Linked DNA regions of Mus musculus: region 1 is linked to region 2. The links are chromatin contacts, called in public HiChIP or PLAC-seq maps. All regions are on one chromosome and are shown on one strand. Each heading gives the region's core, a stretch centred on a gene start, on an enhancer-like site or on the middle of the called end of the contact. The rest is flanking DNA. Distances are from core to core; before and after follow the strand shown.

What was found. HiChIP or PLAC-seq counts read pairs in DNA pulled down with a chosen protein or histone mark.
Region 1: an H3K27ac HiChIP or PLAC-seq map of embryonic stem cells shows a contact between it and region 2, with 49 read pairs. The contact joins the promoter of Tmem183a here to the enhancer-like site in region 2. A contact is called at or near these places in 5 of 39 promoter capture datasets (embryonic stem cells, epiblast stem cells, erythroid cells and 1 more), 2 of 15 datasets of contacts at CTCF or cohesin (embryonic stem cells and large pre-B cells), 53 of 484 Hi-C or Micro-C datasets (CD8 T cells, DN3 thymocytes, the G1E-ER4 cell line and 31 more), 26 of 115 datasets of contacts at active chromatin or transcription factors (the 230-238 cell line, the HPC-7 cell line, the NIH/3T3 cell line and 17 more) and 4 of 9 other capture datasets (adipose tissue, embryonic stem cells, liver and 1 more).

Annotation. Positions count from the first base shown.
Region 1 is chr1:134,359,982-134,365,101 of GRCm38.p6, forward strand. It overlaps Tmem183a (transmembrane protein 183A), which reads right to left and starts at 2,018. Exons shown (of 8, transcript NM_020588.2): 1 at 1,781-2,018; 2 at 1,553-1,642; 3 at 776-943. The coding sequence starts at 1,889.
Region 2 is chr1:134,433,582-134,438,882 of GRCm38.p6, forward strand. No RefSeq gene overlaps it. Among named protein-coding and RNA genes, the nearest start is that of Klhl12, 19 kb to the right of the region's middle. Within about 2 kb of position 1,995, at least 26 of the 459 cell types and tissues checked have an H3K27ac peak or open chromatin away from gene starts, as enhancers often do. A contact at or near this core is called in the G1E-ER4 cell line, bone marrow-derived macrophages, differentiating embryonic stem cells and 2 more, where this site is marked.

The DNA of each region.
Region 1 (5,120 bases), core at 768-3,267, 74 kb before region 2:
AAACCCTATCTCAAGGAAAAAAAAAAAAAAAAAGAAGAAAGAAAGAAAAGAAAGGAGAAGGAAAGAAAAGAAGCGAAGAGAAGAGAATATTGTCTTGAAAAGCCAAGATGGTTTAGAAGTTGTTGCCCTTGCAAAAGACCTGGGTGTGGTGGGTCTCAGAACCCAAATCAGAGTTCACAACCATCCATCCAACCATCCAACTCACAGCTCCAGTGACAGATCTAACGACCCCTTCTGACCTGAGGGTGCCAGGCATACAAGTGAAGCACACACATACATGCAGACACTCATATTCAGTTCCTCAAAAAAAAAAAAAAAAAGTAAATAAACAAAACTTAAAACGTTAAGTCGGAAATTTTCTGGAAAATGTGTACACACACGCACACACATATAATATGTATGTATACATCCCTAACAGAATTTTAAAAAGTGTAACTAATGTTGCTGTTAATTTTTGTATCATGGAAAAGAAGGTTATGGGGCTGGAGAGAAAGCTCAGCAATTAAGAGCACTGATTGCTCTTCCAGAGGTCCTGAGTTCAATTCCCAGCAACCACATGGTGGCTCACAATCATCTGTAATGGGATCTGATGACCTCTTCTGGTGTGTCTGAAGACAGCAATGGTGTACTCACACAGACTAAATAAATCTTTAAAAAAAAAAAAAAAAGGTTATCACCGACAATCACTAGTTCCTTGTAGATCTCCCCTCACATTGAAGAGCGACAGCATCCATCACCACAGACAGAGCTCAGTGCTCAGGAAAGCAACCCGTACCTTTATGTCTCTTGCTCTTCTTTTTTCTGGAGACTGATCTTTCCTGAGTGCTTTCTTCCTGGGCATCCATCTCATCACTGCTGTCCAGGATGTCACATGGCTCACCCACCCCGGAAAGAGCCTCCTCGGCAGGAACCTGGGACGCTTCCAAGCCACAAAGAGATTTTACTAGGAGGAAACAAGGAGAGAATGAAACGCACTTGGTCCCATCTGCAAAAATCTTGAAAGCAAGACAAACATAACAAAAAAAAAAACAAAAAACCCAATATGCCAAAGAAATGGAAGTCAACTGCATGGTAAAATATGCACAAACTACCAAAAAAAAAAAGGGGGGGGGGACTGGTATCAAGGAGTGGCAGTGGAAATTAACGAGTACAAAAAGTTGTGTGGGATTTTGTTCTTGTTTTGGTTTGGTGGTTCTTCTGAGACAGGACCTCACACTTGCTAGGTAAACCAGGCTAGCCTTAAACTCACAGAGATCCACCTGTCTCTGCCTCCCCAATGCTGAGATTAAAGGAATGCCCACCGCAGCTGGTCACAAAGTTGGTTTTAACTCAAAGAGGAAACAAAACCATTTCGGCTCCGGAACCTGCTGATCCTGGCTACACACACCCATCCCATCCAGGATACGAAACGAGAAAGTAAACAGTGGGAAGAGCAAACACGTTCATGACCCAAAGGTCAGTAGAAAAAACACCGGGACGCAATTCCAGGTAAATACAACACCCAATGCTGTCTCTTAAAAGCTTGGGCCTAAAAAGACCCACGAAAGCCTACCTTCCTGCTGAATAGCGTTGGCCACGGCTTTCTTGACCCGTCCAGACCTCACCACCGCCGGATCCGAGTTGGCATAGTCCGCCACGGTCACTGAAACAGAGCAAAGCGCCAAGGCCTCCTCAGACTCGAGGCAAAGTCTCCGCCACCGCTCCCCGCCGGGTCCCGCCGCGCCCGCCCCGGCCGCCCAGCCCGCCTTGGCCGCCCAGCCCGGCCCCGCCCCTCGCCCACCTCGGCCCGAGCAGGCGTCGTGGGCCCGGAACTTGAGCCGCTTTCCTCTCTTGGGCATGGTGACGGTGTCCCGATGAGGCCCGCCTAGCTGGCCGGAGCCCCGGGCCATGTCTCGGCCCCGAGAGCCGGCTCCCGGAGCCGCAGAGCACCTCCACCCGGCTCTGCGGCCATCCCCGCACCGAGGCCGCGGCTATCGCGAGGACTTCGGCGAGGGCTCTGGGTCCCGTTGATTGCCGACGCCCCTCTCGGGGAGCCAATCGCCTCCGGGGCCCGGTGACGTCATCACCCGGCGCCCTCAGCCGCAGCGGAGGCCAGGTTCCCAAAGCGGAGCGGGCTGTAGGACGGGGAGTGCGTTGTCACCGTCTTCATCACCGTCTTCTCTGGGGCGTTTGGTCCTCCAGACCGCGTTCTTTAGAACTAATAATTTACATCGTGGTCCACTTCAGCATCTAGATTGCATATATCTTGTTTTCGTCATTCTCTCTTTCCCACTTACGTCAAGTAACCTGAACGTAAATATCAAAGCGGTCGCTATAATTTTGCTTACAAAGGCTTTGAAATTCTCTCTGCAGATCAGTGGCTAACTCCTGTAATCCCAACACAGAGAAAGGATCAGAAGGTGAGAGTCATCCTCGGTTCGTAGCCAGCTGGGCTACAAGAGATGCTGCCTGAAAAATGAGTAAATGTCTGAATTCTCAAAGTAGAAGAGATTCTTAAAAGGTTTCCCATCACCATCATCCGAGCAAATTCTAGAAGGATAGATGAGAACATATAATTCCTTTGTATTAAAAGAGAAGTCCCGTGTTGTGTCTTTTTTTCTTCTAATTCCCTTTCAGCTCCCAAAGTGTTAACAGTCCCTGGCTTAAGAAACAGTCCTTTTGACCCAGGCAACCCAACTGGCTAGATCTACTCAGAGAGTGCCCTATAAGACACCTCAAAGGGGTCTCCATTTTATTCTACCTAGTACTGTGCACAGAAGTTCATAAAGAGCAAACCACATAACTTACTAGAATTATGAAACAGTCTACCACCAGGGATCATAGAATAAGGCTTGGATCACTTGGGAATGATAACTGAAACAACATAATTGGTTATAATCATGCTCTAATTTATCTAGAATTATAACAGGAAGCAAAGGTCTAACAGCCTATAATTGTTCTAAATAATTTTCCATGTATACATAATTAATGTCTGTAGTTGAGTTCAAAATACAGCTGGTCAGCACAGAGCCTTCTCATCTCACGTTACCAGTAAAAATTTAATGAGGCTTTCATGCATGTAGATCTCTGCTCATGTGACACTCTTTAATACTCACACCCAGGAGTCCAAAGGGAATCAAAGATGCAAGAGACTCAGGCCCTATTAATAAACCACTAACTGCTTTAAAAACATAAGGATTTTAGCTGAAATGTTCTCTCATTTTAATCCTTTGGAATGAAAAACATGCTAGTTACACCAAAAAAATTTCTCTTTCAAATTTTGATTGAAAAAAATCTTAAACAAGATTTCTTGGAGTATTTAGCCAATTTAGAGGAACAAAGAACCCATACGTCTTTTATTCCTCATTTCAATAAAAAGTAACAAGTGGAGGCCTAGGAAATGCTTACTCTAGAAAGTGCTTGCCAAAAAAAAAAAAAAAAATGCTTGGCAAGACTTTATCATCTCTCAACCTCCACATAAAAGTCAAGAGTTGTGGGGTTAGAATGGTGGCGATGGGGACTCACTGGGGATGTGGGCACAGGCTATTCCCTAGGGCTCACTGGCCAGCGCACACACACACACACACACACACACACACACACACACACACTTGAGCAACGAACTTTCAATTGGTTGCATTAATGATCAGACCCAATTTTACAGGTTCTTTCTCAAAAGATAAACAGAAAAGTTACCTAATTTACCATTGTATTTAAATAGAAGTTATTTAACCTAACTAACGGGAGAAATTGGTCTTTCTCAAACAAGTGGGAAATGTAAGGACAATATGTGAATAGTGAAAGAATTAATATGTCCACTATACTCCTGCATTACATTGTAACTTTACTTTGTGCTAATAGTAAATATTATCGTGTGTGTTTGTTTTAAGAGCCTTTCTTTAAAGCCTATCCTGGTTTTTATGGAATCTTTGGTCAGTGCAACATCCTATTGGAGACAATCCAGTAACATGAAAATGAAAAGAAGTACAGGTTGTTCTCTTCAGCGTCCTACTTTTCAAGAGAAAGCATATAGCCAGGAGTGGTGGCACAGGCCTTCAATCCTAGCCCTCAGCAGGCAGAGGCAAGGGACATCTGTGAGTTTGAGGAAACCTGACCTACCACAGCAAGTCTCAAGCTAGAACTTAACAAGAGCTTTCTCAAAAGTAAAAATACATTTAAACAGAGTATAGAATGTGAAGTTAAGCTTGCGTGGGTAAAAATCTATAGGTGTAGTACACATTTGTAAGCCCAGCATTTCTGAAGCAGAGGCAGAAGGTCATGAGCTTAAGGTCAGTCTGGATGAGACCTTGTCTCAAAAAGCCAAGGGCTGGTTCAGGAGACTCAATGGTAGAGCACTTGCTTAGCATATGACCCTGGGTTTGAGCCTCAGAACTGAAAATACAAGGTCTAGCTACTTATTATATGTAAATTAAGCCTTTACCTAAAAAGTTTGGCCTGCTTGACAGGATTATCAAATGATCACATTCACTCATAAAAATCATTTAAAATAGCATACAGCAAGCACCCAGTAAATATCAACTATTGTTGTGGTAGTGGTGGTGATAATGAGAGTTGAATTGTGGCTGCTGTTATTTTGTTTTGTTTTGTTTTTTCAAGACAGTCTGTGTAGCCCTGGCTCAGTGTAGCCCTGGCTGTCACCCTGTAGACCAGGCTGACCTCAAACTCAGCCCCTCCTTCTGGAGTGCTAGGATTGAAGGCATGTGCCACCACTTTCCAGCCTGTGGCTGCTGTTATTTTCAGACACGTGAGTGGGATGAGATGCCTCAGCGGGTGTTTTCCACACAGCCTGATGACCTTTTTGTCTCTTCTTCAGGAAGACAGATTACAGTGCAGAGTCACAGTCAACGCAGGCCATTCCAGTAGACTAAACTGATAGCAGACTAGCCTGCAAGTGACAAGATGAGACTTCAGACAGAAGACTATCTTCCAAGCTCATATCTAAAACCAGCATACTATGTCACCCTTAAAATTAACATTAATAACCTAAAAAAAATCAATGTACCAAGCAAATATCAAGCCAAACTATGGCATCTTGGAGAAACTCTGTAAGACAGAAAGCAAATGGGAAAAAAGGTTACTTAATACATTTCCATGATGTGTCAAAGCTTTGGGCAGAATCT
Region 2 (5,301 bases), core at 745-3,244:
CCTTTGTGAATTATACTGAACCTGATTAAGAGGTTCAATTCATTGGGTAGTGTAAGCTGGTAGTGACTCAGCACATAAGGGGGGGGAGGGGGGGAGCCAGGAATCACACAGTGTAACTGTATAACACTATGTACAAAGTTTCAACTGAGGACAAGTGATCCTTTGAAGAAACAATTTAGCCCAGCATGGTGATACACGCCTTTAATAGCAGCCGAGCCAGAAGCAGAAAAGTCTGTGAGTTCTAGGACAGCTAAGATTACACGGACCCTGTCTCCAAAACAAAAACAGAAACAGTTCACCTAGGCCAAGAAACAAAATGTTTCTTAGTCTCAAGTGATAACCCAGGGAATAGAAATTAAAAGCAAAGGGGCAAAGGAGGGTGTGGCGGTGCATGCGTCTCACCTCCGCTCCACCAGGGCCAACACTGTGATCTGGTCTCAAGTGAAGAAGACAGAAAAGAAGAAACCGTTTCCCTCCAAGTGCATAGCATAGTTAGAGTCAGGCCTCACACTGGATGTGAACCAGGGATGGTCTTGAACTCTTGGTTCTCCTGCCTCTACCTCCTTAATCCTGGGATTACAGGCATTCACCACACCCTCTAAAAATCACACCCTATCCCAGGTGTAAGTCTCCTCTTCATCTGTCATTTATAGTCTATGAAATACATTTATTTGCTATTTGTAATATTTGAAATTATCATTATTTTCAGGACAGGGTTTCTCTGTGTACTCCTGACTCTCCTGGACTCACTTTGTAGACCAGGTTGGCCTTGAACTCGCAGAGATCCAAGTGCTGGGATTACAGGCATGCACCACCATGCCCGGCTTAATATTTTAGTCTTCTGGTCAGTTGGATTCTATAACCACAACCTCATGGGGAGTAGCCAGTTCTCATCTTAGGGAACAGCCTTTCGTGTACAGATAATTATGACAAGTGATTTCATTTGCTTATTTTACTATGATCAGATACTAGTTGGGGGAAGCAAATTTCCAGTCATTACAGAAGAAATTAGAATTGTAGTTCTAAATTTTACCCAACAAAATTATCCTTTCTCCATGTACTAAATAGTAGCGACAGAGATACAAATAGGAAACCAGAGTTGTGAGAAGTCAGGATTCTATAGATTTTGTGAACATAACATTCTATTGTCAGAGAAGAAAAGGAGGCTCCAATCTACTCTTTCATCTACTTCCCATAACACAGGTATTGTTTAGTATTTTTGTTTTCAATTCTTGTTAACTGTACTATGGGACCCCTGAGGATTCATTTCATCAGAAAACATGGGCCTTTAAAGTCTTTCAGATCATGTGTTTGTCAGGGTTGGTTAGAGTCACAGAACTTATGGAAGGTCTCTATATTGAGAGATTGAGGGAATTTATTGTAATGGCTTACACTCTCTAGTCCAACTAACCCAACAATGGGCAGCTGTGGATGGGAAGTCCAAGAATCTAGTAGTTGCTCAGTCCCTCGGGTTAGTTGTTTGAGCTGCTCTTCTGTAGAAGTAGGTTCCCACAGATGTGCTGGCTAGTAGGTGCAAGCAGGTATAGAGTGAGTCTTCCTTCTCCCAATACCCTTATGTAGGCCTCCAACAGAAGGTGTAGCCCAGATTAAAGGTGTTTACCACCACCCCTGGAATCTGAGACTTGCTTTGTCCCAGGCTGACCTTGAACTCAGAGGTCTGCTTGCCTCAGTCTCCTGGAATTACTTACTAAGCTTTTCATGGCCATTGTGCCTCAAGATCTCCATGTCAAGATCCAGGTCAGAAACTTGTATCTTCCAGCCTCAAGATCTGGGTCACAGGTGAGCCCTCCACTTCTGGACTACAGTTCATTCCAGATAGAGTCAAGTTGACAACCAGGAATAGCCACCACAGGTTATAACTTGGGTTTGTTTGTTTGTTTTTTTTTTTTTTACTTTTACTTTATGTATATGAGTGAGTGCACACGTATCTGCCATGTACGTGTAGTACCTAGGGAAGCCAGAAGAGGGAGTCAGATTCCCCGAAACTGGAGTTACAGATGGTTGAGAACCAGCGGGTGGGGTGCCAGGAAGTTAGGTCCTGTGAAAGAACAGGAAGTGTTCTGACCCACTGAACTCTCTCCAGCTCCAAGTCCCACTTTTTAGACTTTCTTTGTTGGGTTTTGGTTCTGTGGGTGTTTTGTTTCTGTTTTGTTTTTGAGACAGGGTCTAACTCTGCAGCCCTGGCTGGCCTGAAATTTGCTATGTAGATCAGACTGGCCTCAAATTCATGGGGATTCATCTTCTGCCTCTCAAGTGCTGGGATCAAAGGTATGTGCTACGACTCCTTACAAATTGTCTTTCTTTTTCAATTAACACTTTATCAATATATCCTGTCTTTCAACATTTTGTTTTGTTTGTCAGTTTTTTGGGTTGTTTTGTTGTTGTTGTTGTTTTCATTTTTTTGAGTCAGGTTTCAATGTTCTGGACTTGATTTATAGACCAGGCTGGCCTCAGACTCACATAGATCCACCTGCCTCGACTCCCTGGTACTGGAACTAAATCCATGTACCGCCACACTGGACTTCTAACATAAAATTTAAAGGTATGTCCTTTAGTATTTTTAGCAAATACAGCATGTTCTGAAATAGACTATTATGCCTCCAAAGAGGGTTTTTCTTTTCTTTCTTTTTTTTTTTTTTGGCTCTAATATTGAGTCCGTTTGACTTTAAAACAACAAAAAACCCCATAATGTTACCGTTGGAAACTAGTGGTCTTGTAAGGTTTGGATAAAAATCACCTGGAATTTTAGTATATCTCTTATTAATAAGAGTGAATAGAGCAGCGTTACTGCCCAGATTGTTAATTTGTTATATTTTTACCTGCTTTATTATCAGTAAGTCACTGTTATCCACGTGGTTGGAACTGGTTATTGTGTCCCCTTTTTATTACTAGGGAGATGATTATGTATTTATTTGGTTGTAGGAATTTGAATGTAAATAGAAATACCTCCCCACACCCCATGAAGTTTTCTTTGGAAGATTTAAAAGAGGTTTGTGTTCATTTAAAAACTGGATTATTTCTGAATTATACTGAACGACAACCCTTCTATGAAGTTAGTAAACTTTTTGAATCTTTTTTCACATGGAGATTTGGTTTTAGTATATGATTTGGGGATGTCAAAGCTCTTAAATAAGAAAGATCTTAACAGTGTGCTGTGGGAGAATGAAAAACGTGTAAAGCTGTCGAGTCCCCAGCTTGCCTGCTACCTATGTGGATGTGTTCCCCAGGAGAATCAGCCCACGTGGGAAGTGAGAAATAAGACTCATGTGCTTAAGTCCTGATGTTCTGCAGCACCTGAGGAGTTAACTACTTGTAGGACCCTTCTTATCCAGGCTGGCCTGGTCTTTGTTCATTCGCTGTGTTGTCTTTCCCAACAGAGTCATCTGATCTTAGCTGTGGCTCACTTAGTCCCTGTCCTCTGAAAGCTCACCATGAAAATTTTCTATAACCAAGTCTTTTCTTTGGTTGGTTGGTTTTTTTTGAGACAGGGTTTCTCTGTATAGCCCTGGCTGTCCTGGAACTCACTTTGTAGACCAGGCTGGCCTCGAACTCAGAAATCCACCTGCCTCTGCCTCCCGAGTGCTGGGATTAAAGGCATGCACCACGATGCCCAGCTCTCTATAACCAAGTCTTAACTTATTAATTACCATACTAAACATCCCTTATAATGTGTGATGTCTTCCTTTAGGAGAGATGGCTTATGTAGGTAGCTCTTGGCTTGGTCCGTTTCATAAGAGTCCCTTTATAAAGAAGTATGTCATGGTTTCCAATGGGGGTAAAACTTAGAAAAACAAATGAGAATGTTTTTAGCTAAAGAAGCCAAACACTAGGGCCTGGAGAGATGGCTCAGCAGTTAAGAGCACTGGCTGCTCTTCCAAAGGGCAACGGTTCAGTTCCCAGCAACCACATGATACCTCATACCTGTCTATACTTCCAGTTTGAGGGGATTATCACCCTCAGACATACATGCAGGCAGAACACCAATATATAAAATAGATAAACTATTACAATAAAGCTCTGAGCTTTGGTCACTTCTGACAGTTAATTTTGTTGGTGCCACATGTCCATTTAATCCATCCCAGGTATAAGCACAATGAATACATTTACTTATTGAGTAGGATTGGCCCAAGTGGCAAAATCCCCTTTTAAGATTTATTTTTAAGCTAGGTGTGTTGATGGTGCAACAACTTTAATCCCAGTGCTAGTGAGGCAGGGGCAGGTGGTTCATTTGAGTCCAGCATAGTCTAGACAGTGAGTTTCTGAACAGCTAGGTCTACACAGAGAAACCCTATCTTGAAAAAATTTTTAAAAGATTTATTTTATTGTGGCGGGAGGGGGGACTTTGGCGCACACACATGTCACTTTGGGAACTTATAGATGTCCCATGTATGTGGGTGCCAGCAGAGGCCAGAAAGGGGAGTTTGGATTCCTCGAAGCGGAAGATGTATGCAGTTGTGAGCTGGCAGACCTGGTGCTGGGAACAAAACTCAAATCCTCTGAAAGAACAGCAAGCACTCAGAAACACTGAGCCATCTCTCCAGCACCATGAATAAGTCTTTGTAATAGAATTTTTCCTACTACTGCGATGGTGGCTTTTCTGGCAGAGGAAGACTTCAAATCAGTCCAAAAGCATGCAAATTTAGCATTGGGATCTATTTTAGCTTTAAGTAGGAAAATTTGGATAAAATCTTATCATCAGGTATCAAACATTTCATATAAGAATGGGATAGAACAGAATTCTTGTTCTTCAACCCAGTCTTTAAGAATGGAAATGTACAGTGTAGTGGAAAGTTGGGCTTTACTTTTGTGGTGGATTTGACTAGGAATGGTCCCCAGAGCCTCATAAATTTGAATGCTTGGCCATTAGGGAGTGGTGCTACTGGACAGGGGTTAGGGGGTGTGGCCTTATTGGAGGAAGTGGTCATAGGGGGCGGACTTTGGGGTTTCAAATATTCAAGCCAGTACCAGTGTCTCTGCTGCCTGCAGACCCAGATGTAGAACACGCCACTCCGTCAGCACCACATCTGCCTGCAAGCTGCCATGTTTCCTACCTTGATAATGGACTGAACCTCTGAACCTGTAAGCCAGTCCCCATCAAATGTTGTCCTTTATAAAAGTTGTCATGGTCATGGAGTCTCTTCATAGCAATGGAAACTCTAACTGGCTAACTTTATATCAATATTTTTTTATTTTGACCTAAGAAATTGCTTTTTATATTTATTTTGCGAAAGGATGTCACTGAATTGATCAGGCTATCCTTCAACTTACTCTGTAGCCCAG